Linked DNA regions of Sus scrofa: region 2 is linked to region 1. A link is a contact called in public promoter capture Hi-C data. All regions are on one chromosome and are shown on one strand. The core of a region is the stretch at or near the end of the contact, and the rest is flanking DNA. Distances in the headings are between cores, read along the strand shown. Region 1 has its middle 8.2 kb from the start of MIR181C. Region 2 holds the start of IER2 (immediate early response gene 2 protein).

Region 1 (6,782 bases), core at 2,126-4,625:
AGTGATGTGTGTGCCCACGTGGCAGTGTTATGATGGGTGACTGTGTGTGTGCATGTGTGCATCAGCATTCCTGCAGGTGATGTGAGTAACAATGCAGAGATGTATGTCTGAGTAAAGGATGTGAATTTTGGGGTCTTCATCAGCGATTTGGGAATATCTATTTGTGACTCTGTAAATGTATCTGTGAGCAGTCCAGGGAGGTGGCGAATGGGTGGGAAAGGCGAACTGGGAAAACTGAAATGTAGCGGGGTGGGGGTTACTTCTCAGCTCCCATCACCTAATGAGGGGATCTTCTGTGGCCTCTCAACACCCATTCCCCCCCTCCCCTCCCCCGCATGCCCTCCAGGGCGAAGTCTCTGTGAAAAGTGCCCTGGCCCTTTAAAAAGTGCTCCCACCAGTGGGATTCTGGCCCATTTTTCCCTTTTATAACCACTTTTGGAGGGCGTGTTCCTATTAGCAAACCTTGGCTCCAGTAAATACCCTGCAGCTGCGGGGGCCGTAAAGACAGGCCGGCGGGGAGCCCGCGGAGGGCGCCGGGGTTCCGGCAGGCGGCGCCGCTGCAGTCCCGGGCCCGCGGCTGCAGCCAGGCCGGAGCGGGGGCCTCTGCCGGGATCGGTCTTCGCAGGGCCCGCGCAGGCCTGCATGCCCATGAACTTGGCCGGGAGCGCCTTCCCGAATGCCCGCACCGGGCCGGAGCCCCTACCGGTCCTGGATATCCGAGGCCCCCACCCACTCTGCGCCCCCAAGAACAAAGCTCGCCGCCGCCCTGTCCCGGGGCCTCCTGCGGTCAGGTGTCAGGCAGCCTGGGCACCGCTGCTCCTACGACCCTCGTCACGGGTCCCCGCCGAAGGGGGTATCTCGGCCCGCCCTCCCCGCGGCGGCCCCCGCTCGGGACTTGTGGGCCTGTCCCGTGGGTGGGGGAGTAGCTGGTCCTCCCGGGGGCCCCTTCACGGGGAAGGCCAGACGCAGAGATGCCGCCGGGGCCTCCCCGCCCCCCTTCCCCAGCCGCCGCAACAATGGAGGGCCGGGCTGCAGAGGCCGGGGCGCCCGCCCCCCGGCCGCGAGCAGGTGCGCGAAGGGGTTGCGGCCGGGTCCCGCCGGCGCCGCGTCTTGCCGAACCCCCGCCCCGCGGGCGGCCCCCGCCCCGCCCGCGCCCCCGGCCCGCCGGGCGCCCGAGCTCACCTCGTTTTGGGCCGCCGCCGTGTTTCCCCTCTTCTGTCCAAAACCTGCCCGGAAAAGCCCCCCGAGCCGAGGCGCCTGCACGGGAAATTGCATTTTGGCGGCTCCCGGGCTGGCCAGGGGCTCCCCCGGCCCCGGGCAGGGGGAGGGGGCCGCGGGGCTCCGGCGCCGGCTCGAACCCGCGGCCGCCGCCTCCCGCCCGCCCGCCTGTCTGTCTCGGTGACGTGCCCGCGCTCCCGCCGCCGCCGCCGCCGCCCCCCTCCCTCCTCCCCGCGCCGTGCCGGGCGGTGGGTCCAGCCGCGGCCTTATGCGCCCCTAGGCCTCCTGCCAGGCTCAGGGGAACGAAAGCAGGGATGCCCATAGGGCTCCAGGACGCAGCTCCCGGGCCCCCGCACAGGGGACACGGGGACACGGGGGCTCGAGCGGGCGCACGCTGGAACCCAGATGCACGCAGACCTCAAAGGCGCACGGGGGAGCACACGCGCACAAAGGCATGCGAACCACAAACACAGGGAAGGGTGTGCAGGGGTCTTCCAGACACAAACCCAAGGGAGGGAATAGTAAGACAGGCAGAGGCACCAGCCACACCAGGATGTCCTTAAAACCCAGCTATAAAGGCAGGGACACCAAAGGCCACACGGACACATGCAAGATAACACACCACATCCGAGGGATAGGAGGAAGTCCTCAGAACTGAAATATAGTACATAGAGAATCCCAAGGGAACACACAAAAAATATTGACACACGCACAAGCCCCAGGGGCATACACAAGGTATACAGACATACAGGTGTAAACATAGAACCAACATACCCCCCCCACTCATCAGGTGCACAGCCATGGGATCACCCTGATGCACAAGAGCTCAACACACACAGATACACAGACACAACACATGGATATATACACAGAACAGAAACACACCCCTAGAGACATGTCAGGTATGTGGTCTCAGAGGCACACACAGACACGCAAAGTTCACAGACACTCAAACATATGCACAATCACTCATGTACAAAGTGCAGAGTCACACCGGAATTCATAGAACCAACACACACCTGCAACCCCCTAGCACAGGGCCCTGGGGCCACAGGGCTCCATAAGGACACACGAAATACAGGGACACTTGAGGATGTGTGTACCTAGTACCAGCTGGTATAGGCACACACTCAGACCAGGTACACAGGTCACATAAAGCAGGTGGACTCAAAAGTTGTACAACGGTTGGGGTTCTCCTGATCTCCTGGAGATGCTTACACAGAGCCCCCTCCCACACACACACCCAGGTACCTGGGCATGCACAGTAGGAAAGTACCTTGGCTGAGGATTCCTCCAGGGATCTGCACACAGATCCCCCCATATGCTTCCCTACAACAGCCCCTGCTTGTTGTAGCCACCGTGGCTGGTGGAAGGAGGTCACCTCAGGGCAGACTGTGGTGCCATGTGGCTCCCATTGGCCAGGACTGAGCTGACAGATTTCTCATTCTATTTATTGATCTACCCCCCACTCCAGTCCTGGAGAGGGTAAAGGAAACCCTCGAGCTCCCCCCGCCCCCTTAAGCCCAGGCTTTAACCCTTGTGGGGCCATGGTCCTTCTCCACCTGGTCATGTCCCTCAATTCTGGTCCCCTCACCACTGTCCTGCCTCAGTTTCTCCTTTCTCCAAGTCTCCCTTTCCCATACCTTCCCCACTTCCTTTAGATTTCTGCCCAGAAAGCCAAGCTCCAACTGGCCTAGGAGGGTGGGGGTTCAACCCTACTCTACACCTGACTTCTCCCACTGGGATGGTGATTCCCTGGAGGGGAGGGGCATGTAAGGAAGAGGATGAGAGTAAATAGTAATTGTGCCTCCGTGGGTGGGGACAGCTTTGTTGGTGTCTTTTGTGTATCCTCCCCCTTCTAACTGAAAAGCAGGAGGGGATGTCTTTGGAATATACATTTATTCATTCCACTCAAATCATCTCAGACTCTTCCCAGCAAACCAATGAAGTGGATATTGTAATTTTCACAGATGGGTAGCTGAAGCCCAGAGAGGAGCTGACTCTTGCCCAGGGAGGCACAGCCTGTAGGCTGCAGAGCTGGGATCCTGTGGCCCGGCCTTAACCCATCTTCCTTTCAGGATTATCTTGAAGCCCTCCAGCCAGCCTTCCGGCCTGCTGAGCTTCCCGCATCCAGCAGCAGGGGGCAGCAGACACCAGAGCCCTCCCCTATTCGCGCAGGCTGGCTCTCGGTTCCTCTTTCTCTCAGCCCTTCCCAACCCCCAGCTTATGAGGCCCCAAAAATGCAGGGGCCCCAGAAGAAAGGAGGCGTTTCTTGAATAAAGCCCCCTAGAACTCAGGTCCCTAGCAATGCCTCACTGGCACGTGATCCCTCTTAATGTCTAGCTCTACTTGCGGCAACACAGGCTGGGCGGGCAGCCTCTGCATTCCTGAACTGGGTCAGACCAGGAGAGAGGATTCCTGGATCCCAGCCCAGTGGTCAGTCCCACCCTCACCCTAAAGTCCTTTGAATATCCCCTGGAGTCCAGCACAGGATGGGAGGGGCAGTGGGGGAAGCCCCAGTGCCCAAACCTCCTGGTTCCTTCTGGCGTGGGAACTGTCCTCCCCACCCCACCCCAGCCCCCAGTTCCTGGGGCCCCTGCCAGTGCTGACTCATAGGGGACCCAGGGCTGTGACTCAGCAGCAGCCCTTCCTGAACCTACCCCCTGAGAGATTTCCTACCCCATGTCACCTCGTGTCCCCTTGGGGGTCTCCTCCAGGACCAGATGTAGGCCTGGTGGGTGTGTCAACAAGAAGGCCCTTCTCAGCTCCGTCAACCCCCCAAGCCCCAACCCCCAGGGACCACCCCTGCCAAGGCTGTGGCCATGGGAAGGGGGATGCCCTGCAGTGGGGTCTTGGGCGGTGCCCGTGTGTGCCCAGATGTGTGTGTAGCTGGCACACCCAGCAGTCAGCCAAGAGGAAAGTTCGAGAAGGCAAGGCCCAGGCTAGGAGGACACCTTCCTCCGCACCCAACCGGAGTCTGGGCAGGAACGCTCCAGGTCCAAACGAGGCCCTGGGCTGGGAGCTTGTTCCCTCAACCACAAACCAGCTTCTCCAGACATCTTCCCCGTCTCCGGAAATGGCAACTGCGTTCTTCCAGCTTGGGCCAAAACCTGTCCTACCAAATGCAATCTGGAGTTCATGTCTTGGTGCAGCAGAAATGAATGCGACTAGGAACCATGAGGTTGTGGGTTCGATCTCTGGCCTCGCTCAGTGAGTTGGGGATCCAGTGCTGCCGTGAGCTGTGGTGTAGGTCGCAGACATGGCTCAGATCTGGCATTGCTGTGGCTGTGGCACAGGCTGGCAGCTCTAGCTCTGATTAGACCCCTAGCCTGGGAACCTCCATATGCCACGGGTACAGCGTTAAAAAGACAAAAGACAAACAAACGAACAAACAAATGCGATCTGTTAACAAATTCAGTTACTGTCCTCTCTAAACAGCACCTAGGATCCTACCTTCTCCAGAAGCCCCCACCCAGGTCCGGCCCTCATCGTGTCTCTCCTGGACCTAGGACATTGCCACCTCCATGCTCTCCCTGCCCCCACCTCACACAGTCTGTTCCACTACAGCCCAAGGAAGGGCAACTGTGAACACCTTGGGCCTGCCATGTCCCTCCTCTGCTCAGAACCCTCCATGGTTTCCATTTCATTCACACCAAAACCCCAAGTCCTCCCCTAGACCCTGCACACTCTATCCTGTCCCCTCCCTGCCTCTCCCCCACTCCCTCCCTGGCTTCCTCTGCTCAGTCACATGGGCCTCCTCACTTTTCCTCAGACACACCAGACGTGGTCCAGCCTCAGGGCCTTTGCACAGCCCGTCCCCTCTGCCAAGGCCTCTCTTCCCCAGACACCTGCATGACCACCTCCTTTACCTCCTTCAGGTCTCTGCTTAAATATCCCCTCTTCAGTGAAACCTTCCTTGTTCCCCTTATTTAAATTCTTACCCCATTGCTTTATCCTGCTCTATTTTTTTCATCACCCTATCACCTTTGAACACACTGTATGTTTTACTGCATATTCTTGTTTCTTGTCTGACCCCTGTAGTCACATGTCAGCTCCTTCAGGGCAGGAAGCTCTGTCTTGATCACCACTGGAGCACTGACAGCAAAGTCTTAGACTGTTCTATGGACATATGGATAATTACCATGTTCCTGGCACATTGGGGGAACAACAAAGATGTGGCACCTGCCTGCCACTATCTGGCATGGTGGACAGTCACTTAGTTAGCTGGTTGCAGTGAAGAGTTTTCAGTGCCGAAAGCCAGAAGTACAAGGGAGTATAGGGAAGGTGTGGAGGAGGTGAGGTCATGAAGGGCCTTGACGACCAGTGAGTTTAGATATAAGTAGGACAGGAGGATTTGGGGGGGTGGGGTATTTTTATTTTTATTTATTTTTCTTTTTTAGGGCTGCACCTGCAGCTCATGGAAGTTCCTAGGCTAGGGGTTGAATCAGAGCTACAGCTGCTGGCCTGTACCACCGCCACAGCAATGCAGGATCCAAGCTGCTTCTGCAACCTATGCCACAGCTTGCAGCAGCACTGGATATTTAACCCATCAAGCAAGGCCAGGGATCAAACCCACATCCTCATGGATACTAGTCGGGTTCTTAACCCACTGAGCCACAACGGAAACTCCAGGTTTTTATTTTTAGTTAGGTTTATTGAGGTATCATTTACAGAGAGGACAATTCAACCTTTATACAGGTCTATGAGTTTTGACAAATGTGTACAGTGTGCAACCACGGCCTGAATCAACCAGGACAAGGGTGGACACAGAGGGCCAGTGGGGAGACCAGTATGGCTATCCGTTGGCTTGGGTTGGGACAGAGGCCCAGGGGACAGGTGGAAATGGGCAGTTTCAGGAAGCTGGGTGGACAGGTCCCCGAGGTAGACCAAGTGTGGGAGCCGAGGAACCAAGGAGGAAGGGTGGGTAGGTTGAGTTAGAGGCACCTGTGGGCTACCCAGGAGGAGATACTCAGGGATGGGGAGAAGTCATCCATATGTGGTGACCAAAGCTGGGCCCGGGGAACAGAGCATCTGAGAAGCAGTGCACAAAGATGGAGGAGGGCCGTCAGAAAAATGTAGTGTCCTGTGGCCAAGGAGGGAGTGGTAAAGGTGACAGATTCTATATAGAGGTCAAGGACAGCAGTGACTGGGGAAATTGGCCTGACTCAGCAACTTGTCAATGGTGCGATCAGGCAACCCCTGGAGAATTAAATGCTAAGGAAGGAAACAGAGGCAGGGAGCCAAGCGAGGCGCTCTCCAACAGGAGTATCATAAAATAAACCATGAGCCAAAACGTGAGCTGCCACATGTGTCTTTTTTTTTTTTTTTTTTTTTTTTTTTTTAAGCTTTTTAGGGCTGCACCTGTGGCATATGGAAGTTCCCTGGCCGCCAGCCTACAGGACAGCCACGGCAACAGGGGATTCGAGCCGTGTCTGCCACCTACACCACAGCTCACAGCAACGCCGGATCCTCAACCCACTAAGCAAGGCCAGGGGTTGAACCCACATCCTCATGGATACCAGTCAGATTCATTACTGCTGAGCTACAACAGGAACTCCCCATGT
Region 2 (6,374 bases), core at 3,696-6,195, 620 kb after region 1:
TTCTTTTCCTTTTTTTTTTTTTTGGCTTTTTAGGGCCGCAACCGAGGCATATGGAGGTTCCCAGGCTAGGGGCCGAGTCAGAGCTACAGCTGCCGGCCTACACCACAGCCATACCAAGGCCAGATCCAAGCCACAGCTCGCCGCAGTGCCAGGATCCTTAACCCACCAAGCGAGGCCAGGGATCGAACAGGCAACTTCATGGTTCCTAGTCCGATTCTCTTTCCCTGCACCTTGAGGGTAACTCCTGTAGGAGCTTTTTTTTTGGCCTGGCTTGCCACATGTAGAAGTTCCCAAGTGAGGGCTTGAACCCATGCCACAGCAACCCCAGTGGCTACAGTGACAACCACTGAGCCTCAGGAGAACTCCAGGCCTTTTATGCTTTAGGGAGGAAGTGATGGATGGTCCACATTCTACCAGATCAGTCCAGGTGGATGGGCATGTAGGTTGTTTCCAATTTGTGCTAATTCTGGACAACACTGTAGTGAACACCCTTCTGGAGCCTCACGTTGAGTCCTGAGGTTCCCTGGGGGAATCTGCTGGTCATGAGAGCTGTGGCACTTTTAGTTTTCACAGCTATTTTCCTCCAATCCATTACTCCCCAGAGGGCCTGTCCCAATAACCCAATGCCCGTAATGGCGTGGAAACTCCAAACCTCATCAGTGTGACCTGTAGTGACAAATTTTCAATTTTGCCTATTCTGATGGGTGAAATCGGGTCTTGGGGAGGAATATATCTTAAAGGGATGTATGTGGGGAGGGGGTGTTTGTCCCGTCCGTCCCCCACTACATTATCCCAAGCCCTGACCCCCCCTCCCCGCACCGGAAACCCCCAGGGGCTCGGGCGGGGGCGGGGGTCAGCCGAGCCGCTTCCCGCGGAAGGAAGCGCCCGGCGGTTCCCGCGACAGGATGCGCAGTTTTGCCCCCTCCCCAGCCTCCGGGGACTTCCCGGGGCCGGGCTAGGTTCGCTAGAGAGTGGCTCCCATGCGGACGCTTTGAGCTAGGGGCGGGGGGCCTCGGTCCTCACCACGTCCCACGGGGAAGTTGTAGGTCAATCCTCCGAGTGGGAGACGCTGAAGTCTTTCACGTCTCCCGGGAAGGAATCGGGCAGCGATGGAGGCGAGATTCCCCTGGGGGGCCCTGAAGAAGGGAGGGAGGGGGGAGTGCGGTGAGTGAACGCGGCAAGAGGGAAGCCTGGGGCGGGGCCGTCCCCTCCACCGCCTCCTCCTCCTTCTACCCTTCAGCCTTGGGGTCAGGTCCCCAGGGGTCTCGGGAGGCCCGCAGCGGCCGAGCCTGCCGTCTGGAGGCGGGGCGGACTTTTTCTCGGCGCCTCCCGCCGCCCTCACTGCCCGCACCTGCGGCTCCTTTGTGCTCCAGCAGCCCCAGCCCCCCACACCCCCGCCCAGAAGCAACGCCTACAGCGTCTCCTCCTTAATCAGCTTTGGGGAAAATTGAAGGTTTTCTCCTCTTGGGCTGGCCAACCTGAGGTTGGGGTGGGGCCGATCCCACGGGCACTTCTAAACCTACAGCCTCGCAGGGAAGCTGAAGAGGCCTACTTCTCAGATGAGAAAACTGAGGCTGGGAGCTCACTTACTTCTTCGCCCGATCCTTAGATTGGAACGGAGCATAAAGGGCGCTCCAAAGCTCACCTGCTCAGCTCCACCCCAATCACGGGACCTCTGCCAGTGCTGATTCAGTTAATCGAGCGGGGGGTGGGGGTGGGGGGAGCTGTTGGGAAAGATCTTTCAAGTATCCAGAGGCGGCCTGTACCCCCAACCCTGCTGGGGCACTGTACCCAACAGTATTCCCCCCATCCCCAACGGCTGAACTCGGAAATCCCTCATATCTAGCCAGAATTATAGTGGAATGTCTAAGGAATCTCAGAAGGTGAGGTTTAAAGAAAGCTTGGAGGGCGAGGCGCCCAGCACGGAAGTAAGTGCTCTGGCAAAGAAAATGGACCCGGCCCCCTCCCGCCCACTCTGCCCACGTGGTAGCCAGTCTGACCGGTTTCTGGGGCCCCAGCTAGTCGCCGCCAGTTCCTGACCCCTTAACCCTGCCCCTCCCCCGCCAGGGAAGAAAACCAGACAGGCAGCACAGACTTTTTATTTCAATGGTCTTTATTTTTTCCTACCTGGCGTTTCTAGCAAAAGGCCAGATAGATGGAGTTAAAATCCACCACAGTAAAGGTAAACAGAACCTCAGAACGCCCTGGTAGGAATCCCCCCCTCCCCAAAACTGGCCCAGTCTCACCAGCAACTGATCCCGGCTCAGCCTTACAGCGCTCGGAGCACCCCCTCCCCCCATTTTTGTGATTCAGTCCAGGAACATTTGGGTTGTGTCTGAGGGAAGGTCAAGCTTGAGACTGAACATATTCCCACCTCTAACACACCAGAGGAGAAAATTTTTAACCTGAAATTAGATCAGCCCTCCGCCCTCGAAGGCATAGGGGCAAGGGACAATAACCCGCAGCACACGGAGGCCAAGTGACTCAGGCCGCCCTCCTCCCGTTCCCCAGGGCGGTCCACACCCCAGATCCTCCTCCCAGGCCTCACACCCACGCATGGCAACAGGAAGCTCCCCACTTCTGCCCCATGACGCAACGATGACCGCTTGCACAAGTATGTCACTGGAGGGGGAAGGGGAGTGCCTGGAATTCTCCGAGGTTGGAAACGCAAACACCTACTATTGAAAAACCTTGAAAGGGCGGCATAGCCCCCGGTAAAAAATAAAGTCCAACCCTGAGGAATTTAAAGAACCAAGTCTCCCTTCTCCCAGTTCCAGAAGGAGAGGGTAAGGTCCACGTCACAGTCCATTAAAACAGCACCTGTGGGCGCGGCAGGTCTGCGGCAAGGCGCCCGCGCCCCCCGGCTCAGGCTCCTCGGTGCCGCGACTGCACACAGGTGGCGACGGCTCCCCGGGGGCAGAGTCCCTCTCAGGGCCTCTCGGCAGCCCGGGAGGTGGCTCCTTTCCACGGTTTCCGAGGGTGCTCCCGTAGGGGTGGGCCTCGCCTCGGGTCTGCGCACTCTGGCCGACGGTTCGGCCCGCGCTCTGGGCTCCGGTAGCGCCGCTCGAGGGCCCTCAGAAGGCCACCACGGCCCGCACCAGCACGTTCAGCATGTTATCAGCCGGGCGGCAAGCCGGCTTCGCCTCGCACGCCGGCGGCGCCGTCGGCGGGGCGGCGGGGCTGCAGTTCAGGAGGCCGGAGAAGCGCCTCTGCAGGACACGCGCCAAATTGGGGAAGGCGCCCTCCGTTTGCGCCGGAGGGGGCTGCAGGCGATTGAGGACCTCCGAAGGGGCCCCTTCCTCCTCTTCTTCTAGACGGGCTTTCTTACTCGGGACCAGTGCGGCGTCCCCACCGTCGCTCAGGCTGCTGCTTCGCCGCTTGCGGCTGACTTTGGCAGGGCGCGGGGCACAGGGGGCAGGGGTCTCCTCGATTCTCGGCGCCTCCTGCGTGTCCATGGGTTCCGGAGAGGGAGGCTCACCGTCGGGGAGCGCTGCATTGGCTGCGGCTTCCGCTTCTCGCGGTGGGTGTAGGCGAGGATCAGGGGAGCGGGCGGGTGGCAAGGGCACCTCAGGCTCGTGGGCTTCCACCTTTGCCGAAAGGTAGAGCTCCCGGGCGCTACGCATGACCAGCGACAGCTGCAGACTCCGGTGCAACCGTAGGCCACCGCGCTGCATGCGCGAATGGTACATCTTCCAAACGGACAGGGTCATAATGCGTTGCGCCTCTTTCTGCACTTCCATGACGACTCGACGGCGGGACCGAGGTTTGGCGGGGACTCTGGGCTGGGCAGGGGAGGTGGCAGGTGCACTCCAGACTATGCGTTCGTTCACGCCTCTCTCTGCGGAGATACCCACACTGAGAGACTAGTAGGACGCTCTGCCCGGCCGCCCGCCACCCGGGCCCTTTTGTACCCAGTGTGATGTCACGGAGACGCCCCGCCCAATCAGAGAGCCGCATCCGGGCTTTCCGCAGCGCAGCGGGGCTAGAGACTCCTTAAAGGGACAGGGTGGGATTTACCCTGAGATGAAAAGGGACCCGAACTTGTAGAGGGTGAGCGTTCCCCAGTCCAAGCTGACCTCTCCCGGCGGTATCCTTTCTCAGTGGCCCCAGTGCATCCTTGCGCAGGCCCAGTGTAGGGGGGCCGTAGGTGGGGCTCAGGGCCGACCCACGGGTTGCGTCTGTAGAGCCCAGCGAGCTGGCCTTAGCTTGTAAGTTTCCTTTCGCACCTGGGAAGACCCGGGTTCCAGCCGGTACATCCCCCGTGGGAACAGTGCCTAGCATCTACCAGTCTCTTAATTAACGTTTTTTTGTTGTTAATAACGATGCTAGCAACATTTATTAAGCACTTACTATGTGCCACGCGCTAAAGTCTTTCCTTTCATAAATATGTTATTGATCTCTCACCTCCACTCCGCGGAGGGTAGTTATATCTGATTTCTTCAGGTGGGGAAACCTAGACAAGAGTGATTCGTCCAATATTTGCTAAACAAATAAATGGGCTACTGCGGTGAAACGAGACCGTTTGGGCCTCCAGCCCTCTCCATTCCCCTCCGTATGGAAGCGGTAAGAAGGCGGGACACGCTGGTTGCGTTGCCTTAGAGCAAAGATGCCCACTCCACGGGCGGCGGATGTCTGCAGACACAAGTGCAGTCCAGGCTGCCATCTCTGCGCTCCGCAAGAATCACCCTCCCACTTCGTCTGTTTCCCTAGGCACGAAATCCACCGTGGGCGTGGAACTCGTAAGGCGGAGTACCCAGCCGCAACACAACCCGAGTGAGCACGTGGCTGTGGCCCCCCAAACGACGCAGCGGTGCTCCGCCTCTGCTCCCCAGGAGGCGGAGTTGGGGTAGAAGCTGAAAACTGAACAACTCAGAAATAGAGCAGATAGAAAACAGCCGCCCCACCTTCCGCTTCGCACTACAGTTCCAAGGAAACCTAATTCCAGTTACTCAGGAAAAAAAAAAAAAAAAAAAAAAAGCAATACGGTTCGAATAGTTCCATTCATTCGTGGTGCGGGCCCTTTAAGGGAAGGCTCCACCGCCCCCAACTCTTGCGCGAGCCTTCCCGCCAAGAGATCTGCTAGACTTCCACCACTAAATTTGGAAGTAATGACGTAGAGCGTGCGCGTGAGCCGCTTCCGGCTGCCCATATAAGGACAGGAACCCGGATCTCGATACGGGACAGCCACGGGCTTCTTCCGGGCGGGGGTGGTGCCTTAGCCTCCGGACACGCCCCCTCCGCTCTTTCTCTCCCGGCAGCTAGGGCTGGCTGGAGCCCCCGGTTTCCGGAGCGGCGTTCAGCCCGGCCCACAGAGAGGAAGGAGAAAGTTTCGCTTCCTTCCCTCCGGAGACCGGGAAGATGTGACGCCCCTCCAGAAAAGCCCCTGCTGGCGTGTAGGGGCTACCTCACTGTTCACTCTGACGCCGTATCCCAGAGATCTACACAAAGACCTTGCCAACTCAAGCAGCTACTCCCTGAGGACTCTCATTCTGGTCCCCTCCATGGAGATCCTGCCCCTCCCCTTAAAGTGATCCTCCTTTGCACCTCTGGATCACGCTCAGGTCCCCCATCTCCAACTCTGACACATGGGGGGGTCAATTATTCTCTCTTCTAAAAGACTTCTCCCAAAACCGCTCCCATTCAGCGATCCTGCCATATATTACTCGCTGAGAACGTCCTCATCCCCGCTCCCCCACACTCCCAATCCCACGAAACTCCACAACGACATCCCCCGCCCAGGCGCTGTCTCTGACACACAACAGGGGCGACCTTCTGAGGGTTTCTTAAGATAGCCCGCTCCAAGAATCAGGACCCCACTCGGGCAACGGTCCCCCCCACCAATAAAAAAAAAATGCTTTCTCGGAGACCCCACACATAAAGGTTCTGTCGCACAGGCGGCCACCCTGAGTCCCTCTCCAGACATTCCCTGGTCCCACTCCACGCGCAAAGGACTTCATTGCAGGCTATCTTCAGAGTTGCCCCCACCACACTCCCTCCCACGACCCCCAGGTCGCACCCAGAAAGATCCTACCCTCCAGAAGCATTTCCAGGGCCCCCATCCAGGGCCATCCTGCCCCGGGATGCTTCCCTCCTCCGCAGGAAAAAAAGAGGAGGGGTAAATCAAACAGAACTCGTCACAGAATGCCTGCAGTTCACCCTGGCCCCGCGGGAAGGTGGAGAGACCACCCATCCCCATACTGCTCCCCAAACCTGTCACACCTGACCCTGGGCTGGAACCATCTTCCAGGACAGGATCTAGGTGCAGGAGCATCATAAAGATGATCTACTAATTGAAGGAGCCACTTCCCCAGCCATAATCTGACCGGATTTGAAGGAGACTATTGTTATTTATATTGCCCAGAAGGGAAACCATG

The links. Promoter capture Hi-C pulls out the DNA fragments that hold promoters and counts their contacts.
Region 2: a promoter capture Hi-C map of fetal liver shows a contact between it and region 1, with 2.3 times the contacts expected there. The contact joins the promoter of IER2 here to the enhancer-like site in region 1. A contact is called at or near these places in 1 of 5 promoter capture datasets (fetal liver), 9 of 47 Hi-C or Micro-C datasets (alveolar macrophages, embryonic fibroblasts, heart right ventricle and 6 more) and 2 of 2 datasets of contacts at active chromatin or transcription factors (alveolar macrophages and skeletal muscle).

What each region holds. Positions count from the first base shown.
Region 1 is chr2:65,284,881-65,291,662 of Sscrofa11.1, forward strand. No RefSeq gene overlaps it. Among named protein-coding and RNA genes, the nearest start is that of MIR181C, 8.2 kb to the left of the region's middle. Within about 2 kb of position 3,376, at least 48 of the 83 cell types and tissues checked have an H3K27ac peak or open chromatin away from gene starts, as enhancers often do. A contact at or near this core is called in alveolar macrophages, embryonic fibroblasts, fetal liver and 6 more, where this site is marked.
Region 2 is chr2:65,907,546-65,913,919 of Sscrofa11.1, forward strand. It overlaps IER2 (immediate early response gene 2 protein), which reads right to left and starts at 4,946. Exons shown (of 1, transcript XM_003123342.4): 1 at 2,093-4,946. The coding sequence starts at 3,740. The coding sequence ends at 3,075.